Regions from separate parts of the Sus scrofa genome. Here region 2 is linked to region 1. The links are chromatin contacts, called in public Hi-C maps. All regions are on one chromosome and are shown on one strand. The core of a region is the stretch at or near the end of the contact, and the rest is flanking DNA. Distances in the headings are between cores, read along the strand shown.

What was found. Hi-C and Micro-C count contacts between places; a contact is called where the count stands out from the background.
Region 2: a contact with region 1 is called in a Hi-C map of skeletal muscle, with 5 times the contacts expected there. The contact joins the enhancer-like site here to the promoter of CALM1 in region 1. A contact is called at or near these places in 5 of 47 Hi-C or Micro-C datasets (brain, epiblast stem cells, liver and 2 more) and 2 of 2 datasets of contacts at active chromatin or transcription factors (alveolar macrophages and skeletal muscle).

Annotation. Positions count from the first base shown.
Region 1 is chr7:112,158,389-112,165,996 of Sscrofa11.1, reverse strand. It overlaps CALM1 (calmodulin 1), which reads right to left and starts at 5,174. Exons shown (of 6, transcript NM_001244210.1): 1 at 4,980-5,174; 2 at 2,188-2,218; 3 at 1,095-1,238. The coding sequence starts at 4,982.
Region 2 is chr7:112,255,577-112,262,453 of Sscrofa11.1, reverse strand. No RefSeq gene overlaps it. Among named protein-coding and RNA genes, the nearest start is that of CALM1, 98 kb to the right of the region's middle. Within about 2 kb of position 2,188, at least 18 of the 83 cell types and tissues checked have an H3K27ac peak or open chromatin away from gene starts, as enhancers often do. A contact at or near this core is called in retroperitoneal adipose tissue and skeletal muscle, where this site is marked.

The DNA.
Region 1 (7,608 bases), core at 3,925-6,424:
TTCCCAGGGCTGACACCAGAACGGGAGAGAGCCACCCCATGTTCCCAGATGGCTGATCACCTCAGCAGTCACACGAGACAGAACTATGAACAACTCTTTCCAAACTGTTAAGGATGAAAACAGTCTTTAGCAGTAGTTAAACGGGCTAAAGCCATTGTTAAAGAGCGGACTCCAAACCCCTGATTCTAAATATGTGACCAGACAAATGTAATTCTACTTTACCGCCTTATGACACCGTATGCCTTCAACGGCTACTAGCAAGCCGACCATAAAGAAAGTAGCCTAGATCCAAACTGTTTATTCCTACCTCATCTTTTAAAACTTTACTAACGTCCTACATTTTTACATTTGTAGATTTGATTAATTTATTTAAACATGAAATTTACCGATTTAATTAGTATGATTTTCAAAAAACTTGAGTGGTCCTTTTGGGGGGTGGGAAGGTGATCAAAACTGTTTACTGATGGAAGGGGGCAATAAAAGGTCTACTGTCCGCTGCTCTGGAGTCCAGAGGCATGAACCACCAAAGGGGACCAACAACTGCAAGGGTTACTGCTTGTTCCTCCTGGCTCCACATCCTCCTGTTAACCTCTATAAATCTGTTCCCTACAGTCACCACGCACCTCACTTCCAAGCCTCATGTGATCCTCAAAATCCTTTCCGTCAAACATACTGACAGCTCCTACTGTATGCACTTCTAAGTAACACCAAAGCCTGCTCTTCCCCCACCTCACTTGGGGTTTTTCTCCTCTTAAGAGACAATGAGCTTTTCTAAAAGTCGGTGGCTATTTACTTTTCCTTCCCCCACAGGACTCAGTGCAGACTCATGGGCCAGGTGATAAAAGACTGAGCCATAGGTCATGGCAAGTTGGAAAGAACAATACAGTGATCCAATCCAGGAAATGTTCTAGACAGTGAGCAGGGCGAAAGGCAGGCCCATAATCTTCTATTTTAATTGTCAACGGCTGTAAGGCAACCACAGAAAGGATCTTTTGCACATGTGCCTTGCTCTGGGGACCTGAAAGACAACTTATAACATGTCTGAACTTGAATTACACAACACGGGCACTCACACGCAGTTCTACAGCCCTTACCATCAGCGTCCACCTCATTGATCATATCCTGCAACTCAGCTTCTGTCGGGTTCTGACCCAATGACCTCATGACAGTTCCAAGTTCCTTTGTTGTGATGGTGCCATCGCCGTCTTTGTCAAATAGGGAGAAAGCTTCCTTGAATTCTGAAAACAAAAGTTTACCACCTTTTAGAATGAATGTCTTTACCCAACCCAGCCACAGCATACCCTTCCCTTGAACTTGCCAAAGCAAGCCGTCCAAGTTGTACAAGTTAACAGAAACTGCCTGGTCTTTATCTACTGAAACAAAGACCACAGCAGTCCTGTTGGGCTGGCCTCCACGCAGCAATCCACAGAGCAAATGTCACTCCTGGTAACCAGTTCCATAAACCTACCATACTCTCACATTTTAAAAGAAGGCTAAGCTTCAACATGCTTACATTAATTCTAAGTGCAATCTGACAGGTGAAGATTGGCCCACCTGTCCCCTTAAGGTCCCTTCCTGTTAAATTTCTATCTACAGCCATAAGAACTCCGTTTCACAGCAACATGAAGAGGTGGTTACCAGAAATGTACATCCCCGCATAACCAGAGTGTTCTCCCTACATGGCATTCAGAGCATTTCAAAGGCATTCCTGGTTTCCTGAAGAGAAACCGTCTCCAAAAAGCCCTCCTGGGAATATTAATTGCCAAAATCTAAACTAACGTCATTCCCTTCCCAATTATTATAGTGGTCCTAACACTCATTTTCACCCATTCCCACTTAGAATAGCAAGTAGAAGCTCTCATGGTGAATTACTGAAAAGAAACTGGGGCATAAGAATTCTAAACTACATGTTTGAATAGCATGCTCAATGCAATCTCATCACATACACAAAGCCTAGCACACCACGAAGCACAGTCAAATACTGAAATATTCTTAGTTCCAGCTCCTTTCACATTATCTACAAAATACTGACAAGGACTAACACTTGACCTAAATTCTCTTATTGTTTTCATTTAAATAAATTCTTAGAAAACTGCTCAGACTCTAGGGGGGAGGGGACACAGGAGTCACCAAAACTAAGTCTACCTAGTTCTGGGCTATTGAAACCCCCTTAAGTCAACAACTTACCAGCAATCTGTTCTTCGGTCAGCTGATCAGCCTACACAGAAAAAGAAAAGGAGACTTTGAGATCAACACAGTTTTTCCAATTACACTTTTAATAGTGATCATTCAAAAAAACCCTGAAAACTTTAGCACTGTCATTCAATAAAAACAAGAGAACCCTTTATGCTATTTTAAAAACAAAGGATGACAGGAAGTGACAGCATCTCATTTCAGGTTTTCTTTTCTGGACCTATGGACTGGACGGCTGTGTGCTCTGAGGTCTAACTACGAAGGGTCAGTAAATAATTTGAAAAATGGCACCTCTAGTGGCAAAAGGCCCATTGCATCAGCTGCAGGGGCACCTCTGAGAAAGAAGAGCGCCACCTACTGCGCCAGGGCCACCGCAGTCCCTTCTTCCATTCAAGAAGGGACCCAGCCGCTGCAGCCAGGATCAGGTCCAGGGGCAGGCTTTTAGTGCACCTTGCGCATTGCTGCGGGCGCTCCAAATCTCCAAATTGGCGTTACATAATGGCACTGGTTTGGATTAACAGGCTTTTATATCTACTTATGGGATACAATTAGGTGGAAAAAATAAATACATTAGCAATGGGTTACCCTACCAACTTCATTTCCATGTAACAAATGCTCTCCATTCGTTTAAACTAGGCAGTTATTTGTTTAAAAGCCTCAAATTATCCCAAGATTCAGAAGCCAGGGAAAAACAGAATGGTCCTACAACCAAGCTGTTACAAAACTGCAAAAATGAAGTACAAAGAAAACTATATTTAAGGAGTCCATACCCTCTCTTTTCTAGAAAAGAACTTTTAACTTTGCTAGAAGATATTTACTCTACCCACTTAGACGACATAAAAGCTGCTTACAGTAAACATACTTTACTAGAGGTGGTAATGGCCACGAAGGTAATTCTCACTTGTATTATTTGGTCTCTGACACACTGAACATGTGCCTCCAGCCAGGGGAATTCCAGATCTCAAAGAGAGCTAATACGTATTTTAATTTTAATGAAGGATGCCTAATGAAGCCAGTTCCAAAACAAGTCCGAAGAGAAAGCTGACAGCATTAACTTTATCCTAATTCCTAAATAAAAACTTTCACAATAGGAATGATGTTCCAATATATCGATGGGGGGGCATTCATTTTTTCAAATTAGAACTGAATCTTCCTTCTTTTCTATCCCAATCACAGCAAGTTGGTTTTCTTTATACTCATGAAGGAGACATGATGATTTATGTAATGCCAGGGCAATGTCTGTCTTGTACAACAGGAAGCGCTGCCACACCTCGCAAGAGGAGCTGTCACTTCACCGGGGAGACAGTCTCATCTCGCCGCAAAATTCTCCTATCAGCGTGGTTACCGAGAACATCCGTCTTCCTCAACAAAGAAATACACCCTCATCATCAAATGGCGTTGACTTGGGGGCAAAGGTACGCCTGAACCTGCCCCGGAGCCTCTCCTCACCCCGCCAAACCAGAAAACACTGCGGGTGATGTCAGCCCTGCTGGCCCAGGGAGGAAGGGGGCTGTGGAAAACACACCCAGCAAGGCGTACAGGCGCATCTGGCAATCTAGAGGCCGCAGAAAAAGCGGAAACGTGGACGGCATCTCCCCTCAGACTGGGAAGCGCGGCGGGGTGGGGGAACGCCGGGCGAGGGGCCAGGCAGGGAAGCACAGCCCCCGATACTGGCGGGTTCAAGGGGTCCAGGCGGCCCGCGGGGTGGGAGGGGCGCCGCCCCTCCCAGGCCAGGGAGACCCCTACCTCCACCCCAACTCCCGGGCTGCGCGGCGGGTGGGGGCCAAGTCTGCCCCGCGCCTCCCACCCCCTTCTGCTCCCCCAGGCGGCGAAGCCGCCGCGCCGCCACCTCCTCCCGGAGCAGAAACTTTGCGTCTCTACTGGAAACCGAGACGCGCGCCAGCTTCTTCCTCCCCCGCCGCCCCCCACCCGCCCCAATTAGCGCGAGCCGAGCGCCTCCCGCGGGAAGGGACCTCCTGGTGTACCGAGGCCCACGCACATCTTTACTGCCGCACTGGGTGGGGGGCTGCAGGAGTGCGAAACAGGGAGACACGAGACCCGGCCACAAGGCAGGGCCCCGCCCGGGTGCAGGGCGGCAGGCCCGCCGCTTCCGCCCTCTCCGCCCCCCACCCCGCGCCTTCCTGCCCCCACCCCACCCTTCCCCGACTCCTTCCTTCCCAACCCACGCCCGCGCCGCGCCCCCCGGGAGGGAGGAGGAAAGCGCGCGGGGAGAGGGCGCCGGGAAGGGACCGCGATGGGGGTGGGGGGGGCAAGGCTGACGGCGCTCCCCACGCCCGGGCTGGAGCAGCGTGCGCCACCGGCTCGCTCCGACCCATTCATTCTCCGCAGCCCGCCCGACCGGCCGCCTCAGTGCCTGGGTCTAGTGCCGGGCCCCGCCCGGCTCCCCCGCCCCCCGGGGCCCCGACCCAGGCAGAACGCTGCGGGCAGCCTCGGGTGCGGCGCGCTGGATGCACAGATGCGGGGCTGGGGGAGGGGGTGGATGCAGAAGGCTCCGGAGCAGCCGGGGCTAGAGCCCCTGCCCAGGGACAGCCCACGGCCAAGTCCAGCTCCAAAGAGAGATCAAAATTTAAATGAAGATCCCCGGTCGAGGAAACCAAGATGCAAATTCGAATGCATCCTAAACCGCAGCTGCTGCGTAACACCCGGAAAAGAAAAAGAAAAAAAAAAAAAAACACCAAAAAAAGAAAAAACAGACTGAACTAAAAATCGGGGAAGAAATGATGGGCTGGCAGCCGCTACGCCGGTGTTTGCCACTCCCGACCTACCATGGTGTGAACGAAGGGAGGAAGAGCAGAGAGCGCGAAGGTGGCTGCACCAGCGCAGGGGCTGTGACCGCAGGGGTGCCTCCGCTACCGCCGCTACTGCTGCTGCTAGGTGTGCGCTGAGCGCTATGCCGCCTGCGCCGCCGCCGCCGCCTGCGCCGCCGCCCAACTACGAGTAACGGCGCCGCGTCCGCGAGGCTGTCACCACCGCTGCCGAAGAGCGAGTCTGTGCCTCGCGGTATATATAGGGCGTTCGGTATCCCTCCGCCGCGGCCTCGGACGCCTGGCTCAGAGCTGCGCTGTGAGGGCCGGACCTTGCCTGCTTGGCCCCGCCCCCTGGCGCGCCAGGCCTCCCGCGGCCTCCCGCCGCTCCCTGCGCGCCGGCTACTGCGGGGTTGGGGCTCGCGGCTGGGACCCGCGACCTGGAAGCGGAGGGTTACGAGAGAGGCGTGGTGGTCGCAGGACCGGTGCTGGGCAGAGTCCCCGCAGATGCCTACCAAGGCGGGGCGAGGCCAGAACATCTGCATAGCCTCCACTTGGGGCGGCCCTGGGCTTCAGAAGCCAACCGCCCCTCACCCCAGCCCCACCACTCCTGTGGGACCCCAACCTCATATCTCCTACGGCTCCGCTGGGGCATTGGGGTTCCCCTGGCCCCTTGCCCCGGGGTCTTCCGCTGGCTGCCTCTGCTGGGGAGCTGCGGACGGTCCTAGAGTTAGGGTAGGGGGCGGCCGCGGGGAGCTAGGGACACAGGCATTGACCGCACACCTTGAGGAGAGGGGTCTGGAAGGGATAAGCGGTTTTCCTCATACTTTGAAGTAATGTCAGACTAATGTATAGTCAATTGCTAAATCTATGTCGTGCTCATATGCTTAGCCAGTCATTTTAATGTTTTTACGTTTCCACTGAGTTTGGGGGGGGTGTTTTTTGTTTTCGTGTGCCTGAATAATCTTCCTCCCCTACTGTTTTTTTCCTATGGAAAGTACTATTCATCCTGACTCCAGTCTTACTGAAATGAATGTTCTTGTGCATCTTCTATAGACTTTAAAACCCATGCTTTGAATTTGGGGGGGTAATTTTCCTGGTCCTGAGAGAGATCCGATCTTTGTTCATAAATCCATAGAAATAAAGATAGAAAAAAATTGGTATTTGGAATCCCCTAGACCACAGCTGGAACACACAGCTAATTGACTCCACTATGGAGCTAGACAATATTCTAACGTACAATCTTAATTATATTCCTTTTCAAGTATTTTAGTCTTTAAGTATACTAATGCTTTAAATTTTCTGTAAACTAGAAAAAGGACAATATCAGTTATAAATCTGAGACCCTGAACTTTGTAAAAAATTTGACAAAATGCTGCAGTTTCTTTTCTTGCCAAGGCAGAGCACAGAATTTGATCTTTTGTTTACAGGGCCTGGGCAACCGTTGCAAGTTATCATTTGCTTAATCTTTCAGAGGATGTGGCAAAGTTTGGGATTGAGAAGCTCCACCACTAGGAAGGGCTTGGCTTGGTTATATTTGTTCCTGGCTTTGACAAAACCTGCAGAAAGATGTTTTAAAATAATGGAAAATGTTCAGGCACATTGCAGATGCCCCAGGACTCTTGGGATAATCTCAGACAAGTATCTGTGGAACTGTTCTTACTGATCGATGTTCCTTCTGGAATGCTGAAAGAGTGATCTTGCTATATGATTTAAAGAGAAGCTGCAGCAGCAAGCCAGGGGATGGTGCTGGCCATCCCTCTGCAGATGAGAAAGACATCCTTCACTTCATACATCTGCTCATCACCATCATCTTTATTATTATTATTATTATTATTATTATTATTTTGTCTTTTTAGACAAAACACCCACGGTATATGGAAGCTCCCATATACACGGTAAATGTACCATGTGAAGGATTTGTCCATTGCACGAAGCACATTCTTCTACATAGATGATCATTGGGCTTCTCTTAAAAGTTTCTTTAATAAACTTCCTAATTTAGGGGTTGAATAGGAGCTACAGTTACAAGCCTACACCACAGCCACAGCAATGCCAGATCCAAGCTGAGTCTGTGACCTACACCATAGCTCACAGCAACACCGGATCCTTAACCCACTGAGCAAGGCCAGGGATTGACCTGGAGACCTCATGGATAGTAGCTGGTTTCGTTACTGCTGAGCCATGATGGGAACTCCCACTATTATCATCCTGTGTACAAAGGGGGAATGAAGTGTATTAATGGGAGAATTGGAAATAGAAAAATAGGGGGAAAGGGACTAATACAATCAATTTAAAGAACATTCAATAATACAGTGAGTTATAGTCTACATGGCCAAACACACTAAGGGAGTTTGTATTCTTTTGCCAGGCTTTTAGATAGTTAAATATATTTTAAAACTTTGTGTAAGTAGGTGGAAATAATGGCCTAAAAATAAAGTGATTAATTATTAAGGACTTGTTAACTTCTGATAATCTTCCATTCCTTATAATGAAGTTGCTACAATCTATGGTTTTGAAAACCAGGCATTCTCTAGTTTCTTCCTCTTTCTTTTAACCTATTTCACCCAAATAAAACACTTTGAAACTTTTTCATGACTTGACTTGCTAAAAACTGTATTTCAAAATTGTTTTACTTATTATTATATAG
Region 2 (6,877 bases), core at 939-3,438, 99 kb before region 1:
TTATCACAAAGGGAAGTCCTTATTATTCATTCATCAAATGACCCATCTACCAAAAGATGCCTACTCTGGGCCAGCACAGCTTTCTGGACCCCTGCCCTGCCCAGTGCCCCAAGACCGCTCCCAATGGTAGTGGGATCATGAGTCATCTCCCTCTCTGTGCCTCAGTTTCCTTACCTGCTTAACAGGTAAGAAAGGGTTTGAATGACTGAAGCCTGATCGTTTGTAACCTCAAATGTTGCCAAGTTTAGGAATAAGAGGCATCTCTCCCAGAGAAACAGTGGGAGAGCTGGGGGTTAAGGAACAGATTAGTGTGAAGCACCTGACACAGAAGATGCTCAAGTCACAGTGAGGCTTGGGGAGCTTAACACTCGGGAGTGGGGGGAGCTTAGCAGCTCCTTTCCAAAAAGTAGAGTTTGGAACACAGAAAAATCATAATGCTACCATGAGGAACCTGGCAGACACCACCTTAGCCTAGGGATCGAGGTCAACCTCCCCAAGGGCTGACATGTACCCCAGACAGGACGGGATGAGATGGCACTTCACCCCTGTGGTTTTCTTCCCCTAAACCCACAACCCCAGTCTAGTCCTGAGAAAACCTTAGAAGAACCCAAAGTGAGGAGCTTTCTACAAAATATCTGACAACACTCCTCAAAACTGTCAAAAGCATGAAAAACAAGGAAAGTCCGAGAAACAGACCCAAGCTAGAGGAACCTATAGATACATAACAGTATAATGTGGTGTAAGTCCCAATATAATGTGGTGTAGGTTCCAAGACGTCCAAGGGACATGGATATAATGGATTGGTGACATCAGAATAAAGCTGAGAGTTTAATAGCCATATACCAGGGCTGCTTCCGCAGTTGTGACAAATATACCAGATAACATAAGGGGTTAATATTAGGGGAAACTGCGTGAGGCATATATGGGGATCTATGTTATCTTTGCAACTTTTCAGTAAATCTAAAGCTATCTCAGAATTAAAAGTTTCTTTAAGAGAGAAGTGCGATCTGTGCGACCAAGCACATGAAAAGAGGCTCATCATTCGTCATGCGGGAAATGCCAATCCAAACCACAATGAGATACCACTTCACCCCCACCAGGGTGTCTATAATCAAAAAGACAGACAATAACAAGTGTTGGCTCAAATGTGGAGAAACTGGCGCCCTTGGGTGTTGCTAGTGGGAGTGTGAAATGATGTAGCCGCTCTGGAAAACAGTTTAGTAGTTTCTTAAAAAGTTTAGCATTGAGTTACCCAGAAATTCCTTTCTTGAGTAGTTACCCAAAAGAAAAGGAAATATCTGTCCCTGCAAAGACCCGTACGTGTCCGTTCAGAGCTGCTTTACTCCTAACAGCCCTAAACTGGAAACAGCTCAGATCCCCATCCACAGATGAACGGAGAAACAAATTGTGGTCCAGCCACAAAATGGGATACTCCTGGCAAGAAAAAGGAATGGGCTGTTGGCACACGAGAACATGGATGGATTTCAACGTCATGATGATGAGTTTGAGAAGCCACTCAAAAAAAGAAAACCGACTTCATGATTCCATTTACAGAAAACTCTAGAAAATGCAATGACTACTCAATAGGACAGAAAGCAGACTTGTGATTGCGGGGGACAGGACGGGACTGAGAAGGGCAGAGAGGGGCAGGCAGGTGGGGTTACAAAGAGGATGAGGCAAGTTTGGGAGATGACAGATATAGTCACTGAATTGTGTTGATGGCTTCATGGGTTTAAACATAGGTCAGAACATATCACATTGTACTATTTAAATGCGTGCAGTTTATTACGTGTCAATTATAACCCCCAAAGTTTTTTTTTTTTTTTTCAAGAGAAGCCTGAGGATGGGGACAGGGCCATATGGCCTTAGTCTCACCACCTGTGATTTGAGGGGATGGTGTGTGTCCCATATCCCCTGAAAGCCAGGGGTGAAGAGGTGCCAAGGTGAGGCCTGGCCTGGCAACCCTGGGCTGGGCAGCTGGGGGGCCCTGGCAATGTGGGTCCCCTCCCAGTGGAGGGGAGATCCCTTACTCCCCCTTTTTTCCTTCTAAAGAAAAAAAAAAACAAAAAACACAAGATCCTACATATACTTTGGGGATTTTTCAACACAATTGTCTAAAAATAGCCTGGGCCACCGCAGCTCGATTCCTTTTTAGGAAGGATTTCGGCATCCCAGCCTGTCCTGGCGGCCGGCTCAGGAAGTAGAGGCTCAGCAGGGCAGGGCCTGGGGCAGGGGCCGGGGACCAGAGCCATGGGGACCCTTCCCTTGCTCAGGCCCGGCCCACCTCCTGTCTCCCACCTCTCAAGAGCCAGGTGGCCCAGATCACAGGGCATAGCAAGGCAGCCACCTGCTTCCTCGCGGCTCGCTGGGCACCACCTCCCCCGGGGCTGGGCCCACAGCCCCAGTGCCTCTCAGCCCCTGTTATAGTGCCCTGTGTGGCATGGCTGTGCCTCAGTTTTCCCATCTTGGAAGCAGAGTGCTCCGCTACCTAGCCCTGCTTGCCCCAGGGCTGGACCGTGCCCACTGGGCCAAGGGTATGGATGGCCCTGGCAAATGGTGCACACCTGCCCTTCCCTGTGGTGGAGCCCAGAGGGCAGGCTCGAGGAGGCTGTGCCCTGGCCAAAGGCCCCCCTGAGCTGGCCCTGAACCCTAGCACACTTTCTTTCCTGGGGCCGTGGGCTTGTACTCCCCCTGGGGCTGTGACAGTTAAAGAATATGATGGGTGAAGACCTTGCACAGGTGACAGTGCCCAGGTGTGCTAACCACATTCCATGATGAATGACCCTCCCACCAAACCTGAGGCTGCTGCTCATATGATGCCCTGTTAGGGATGAAGCTGTAGCCCCCCAAGTTCATATGATGACATGCTAACCCCCACTGTCTCAGAATATGATTCTATTTAGAGACAGGCCTTTAAAAATGTGAAAGAAGAGTTCCCATCATGGCGCAGCGGAAACGAATCCAGCTAGGAACCATGAGGTTGCAGGTTTGATCCCTGGCCTCACTCAGTGAGTTAAGGATCCGGAGTTGTCATGAGTTGTGGTGTAGGTCACAGATGCAGCTCGGATCTGGCATTGCTGTGGCTCTGGCGTAGGCTGGCAGCAATAGCTCTGATTAGACCCCTAGCCTTGGAATCTCCGTATGCCATGGAGATTAAAAAAAAAAAAATTAAAAAAAAAAAAAACAAAACATGAAAGAGTTACCTGAGGTCACATGGGTGGACATGGACCAATATGACAGAGGAAGACTGGGAAGCAAGAAGAGGAGATTAGGACACAGGCACATGCAGAGGGACGACCGTGGGAGGACACGGACAAGGCAGGCGTTGTCTCATCAAAGAGAGAGAGACCTCAGAGGAAACCAACCCTGCTGACACCTTGACCTTGAACTTCTAGCCTCCAAGACTGTGAGAAAATAAATGTCTGTTGTTTAAGCCTCCAGTCTGTGTACTTCGTTGGGCAGCCCGGGCAGCCTGGTAGGCGCCCTATTATGGATGAAAAGGCCAGGGTTTGGAGAGGTAAGAAAGGTACCCAGTGTCACATAGCTGGTGAGCGCCTGAGCAGCACATGAAGCCAGGACCATCTGTCCCCCAGGCTCTTTCCACCTTCCCCTGGAAGGAAGAGCGTTGCTCTCTGCCTGTCCCCCAATGAGCGCAGGTGGTGAAGGGGATCCTGCCATTGAGGGGGCCCATTTACCTCTCCCACAGGTGGCCCAGGTCGCCACCCCCACCCCAGGTGAAGAGAAGCAGGAGGGACAGTGTGATGGACACAGGAGGCTCAGGACCCTCAACCTGCCAGCAGGTGCTCAGCTGAGCAGGGTCGGGTGGAGCTTGGCACCCAACACCCTTTCCCCTGCCACTGCCTCCTGGTCCTCAGCCCCGTGGGGTCCAGGCTCTGCCCCTGCCCAGGGACCTCGTCAGGATGGGGCCTCCTGCACAGCTCTTCCCAACTCACCCCAGGAGGACGGCTGGCAGGTGAGCCAGGAGCTCTGCTCAAGAGTGCCAGGCACAGGGTCCATCACGGTGGGGAAAAGTGGGTATTTCAGGCCCTGCACCTGTAGCCAGAAGGAGTGACAGAGGGAGCAGAGGAAGAGTCTGCGCTTGGAGCCCGCAGGTCTAGGGGCAACTCCACCGCCCTACTATGCCGCATTCAAAACATATACTGTCCCCCGGTTTCTTCATCTGTAAAGTGGGGAGATGCTCCCTAGGCCGTTGGAAGGACAGGCCAAAGTGTGCTTTTCCTCTCCTCTCCTCTCCTCTCCTCCCTCCCCTTCCCTCCCCTTTGCCTTCTCTCCCTTTCCCCCGCAGAACCGAGGGCTAGAAGCTCGTAGGTCACAGTACACACAGAGACACGCACCAAGGCATGCACACCCACCCGTGGTGCACACTCTTGCTCACACACCCAGGCATGCACCAGGCACACACACACCCTTACAGCACAGAGGGGTGAAGGGGGCTGGGCTGTGACTCCCGCTTCCCACCTCCTCTCAGTCTTCAGGCCTGCCTCCCCAAGGGCTGCTGTTGCCATGGCAACCAAGGCAGGCTCAGGGTCTGGAGCCAGAAGACCAGCTCCCCCATCATCCAGGTGCAATTAGTTTCACAGGGCGCTCGGGAGGGCAGAGGATGGTGTGGAGCCCGGCTGTGGCTGCAAGAAGGTATTGAGGAGGCCTGCCCTGCCCTAACCCCCCCTCCAAGAAAGTGCAGCTCCCCTGGGGCACAGATGATGGGGGCAGGCTTCGGAGGAGAAGCTTCAGAGACCAGGAAAGGCCTGTGGCTGGGAGAGAGAGGAAGCCACAGCAAGAGCCCAGGCCATGTCTCCGGCCACCTCCACGCCCAGCCAGGACCAGCACCTACAAGAAGTGGCCCCAACTGCTGTCCCTGTGTCCTCCAGCCAATGGCTGCCCTCCCACTCCTCCAGGTGGGTTTCCCTAAGAGGGCTTCCCCTGAGCTCTGCTTTTCCCTTCTTTTCATTTTTCCTTTTTCCTTCTCTTTTTTCTTTTTACAGCCACGTCTGCGGCATATGGAAGTTCCAGGGCTCGGGGTCGAATCGGAGCTGCAGCTGCCAGCCTACACCACAGCCATGGTAACTCCAGATCTGAGCCACATCTGTGACCTATGCGGCTGCAGCATGGGACAACGCCAGATCCCTAACCCACGGAGCGAGGCTAGGAATCGAACCCGTGTCTTCATGGACACTATGTCAGGTTCTTCACCTGCTGAACCGCAATGAGAACGCCTCTCTTCTTTTCAAAGTGCCCTCACTGGTCCCTGCATCCTCATGGACCCCTGCCTGTCCTTCCTCTCCAGCAGAGAGCCTCCAAATTGGGGGAGGTGCTCTTTCCATCACGACCACACCGTTTGCCTTTTAACTGCACTTACCCCTCTTTGAAGAGCTTTACATGGATTACCTGAGCCCTTTCCATTTCTTATCCAAGGTCCCCGCCAGAGCGTCCAGGTGCTGGGACGGCCCAGCCTGCCTGCATCTCATTGCAGGGCCGCATCCCCCAGGCTCCTCCTATACCTTTCCCAGCTGGCCCTGGGGGCGCAGGAGGCGGCAGAGACTGCAGGACTGGGTCCGCTTCTCAGCCCCGGCCCTGGACCCTGGAGTCAGAGACCTTGGGTTTGAGTCCTGACCCCACCATGTGCAGCAGTGTGACCTTGAGTCTGTCCCTTGTCCCAACTTACTCCTCTGTAAACGGGCGAGTAATAAAAGCACTTCATTTGCCAGTTTGTTGTAAAAACGAACTTCGGTCATGTATTGAAAACTCAGCCTGAGTCCCCACTCGCAGTGAGCAGCTGCTGAGGATCACAGTTTAGGCTGGAGGCAGCGAGAAGCAGGAGGTGTGTGTTCCAGCCACCCCCCCACCCCCCCACCCCCCACCCCCGCCACCCCTCCCCACCCCCCGGGCCATCAGAGCACCTTGTCTGGGCTACAGTGTCTCCACTCAGGGCTGAGAAATCCCCCAAGGGCCCCTTTCTCCCTGCTGCGATGTCCTCTACAGGCCAGGTGTGTGGCACACGGGGACCACAGGGAATGTGGCAACAGTCAAGACTGTCCCACCTGCTCTGTGACATCAGGCAGGTCACTGCTCGCAGAGCTCGGTGGGTTGCTTGTCATGTGAGAGGCTCAGGCTGGTGCTGGCCCCTCTCGAACACCATTGGGGACTGTGTGACACCGCAGAGCCCTCAGGCGGCCCTCCCCACTGGGGCCTGCTCTGTGCCAGGTGCTGGGTGGCCGTCCCCCAGGGGCCAGCCCCTCCCTCAAGGCCTCCTCCAGGGCTCAGCTGGGCTCAGCTCCCCAGCTGGACTGCAAGGACCCAGCCATAACCAGCCTCTTCTGCCCCACGCTGCCCACATGCCCCCGGCCCCACCCCCAGAAGTTCTCCCCGAGTTCCTGGGAGAGGGCCAGTGGCCCTGGCGTGTGACGGTGTTTGGCTTTGTCCTGTCAGAAGAGCAATTTTTTCCTCTCCTTGGCTGTACTTTCTTTTAATGACTGTTTGGCTCTGGGCCGAGGCTGGATCAAAGACTCCCTGGGGGGAGGACGGCTGGACAGCGTGTTTGTTGTGAGAAAGTGGAAGTGAGGCCTGTGGCTCTGGGGCTGGAGGGGGTGGGTGGGCCGGGGGATGGCTGAGTCCTGGGCGGAGAGGGCGGACTCTCCTTCCACCAAAGATGCAGAAAAGGAGGTGAGGACAAGGGCCAGGGGAGGGGAAAGCGCCCTTCCAGGGGAGGTGAGAACAGGAGTCTCCTGGCACATTTGCTGTGATTGGGCAACCTCTGGGCCAGAGCGTAAGGTCCTAGTGGACCCCGTCTTCAGGGCAACCTGTATGATCTACTCCAACAAGGAAGAGGGTGAGGGTGGGGCGAGGCACCTGGGGCCAT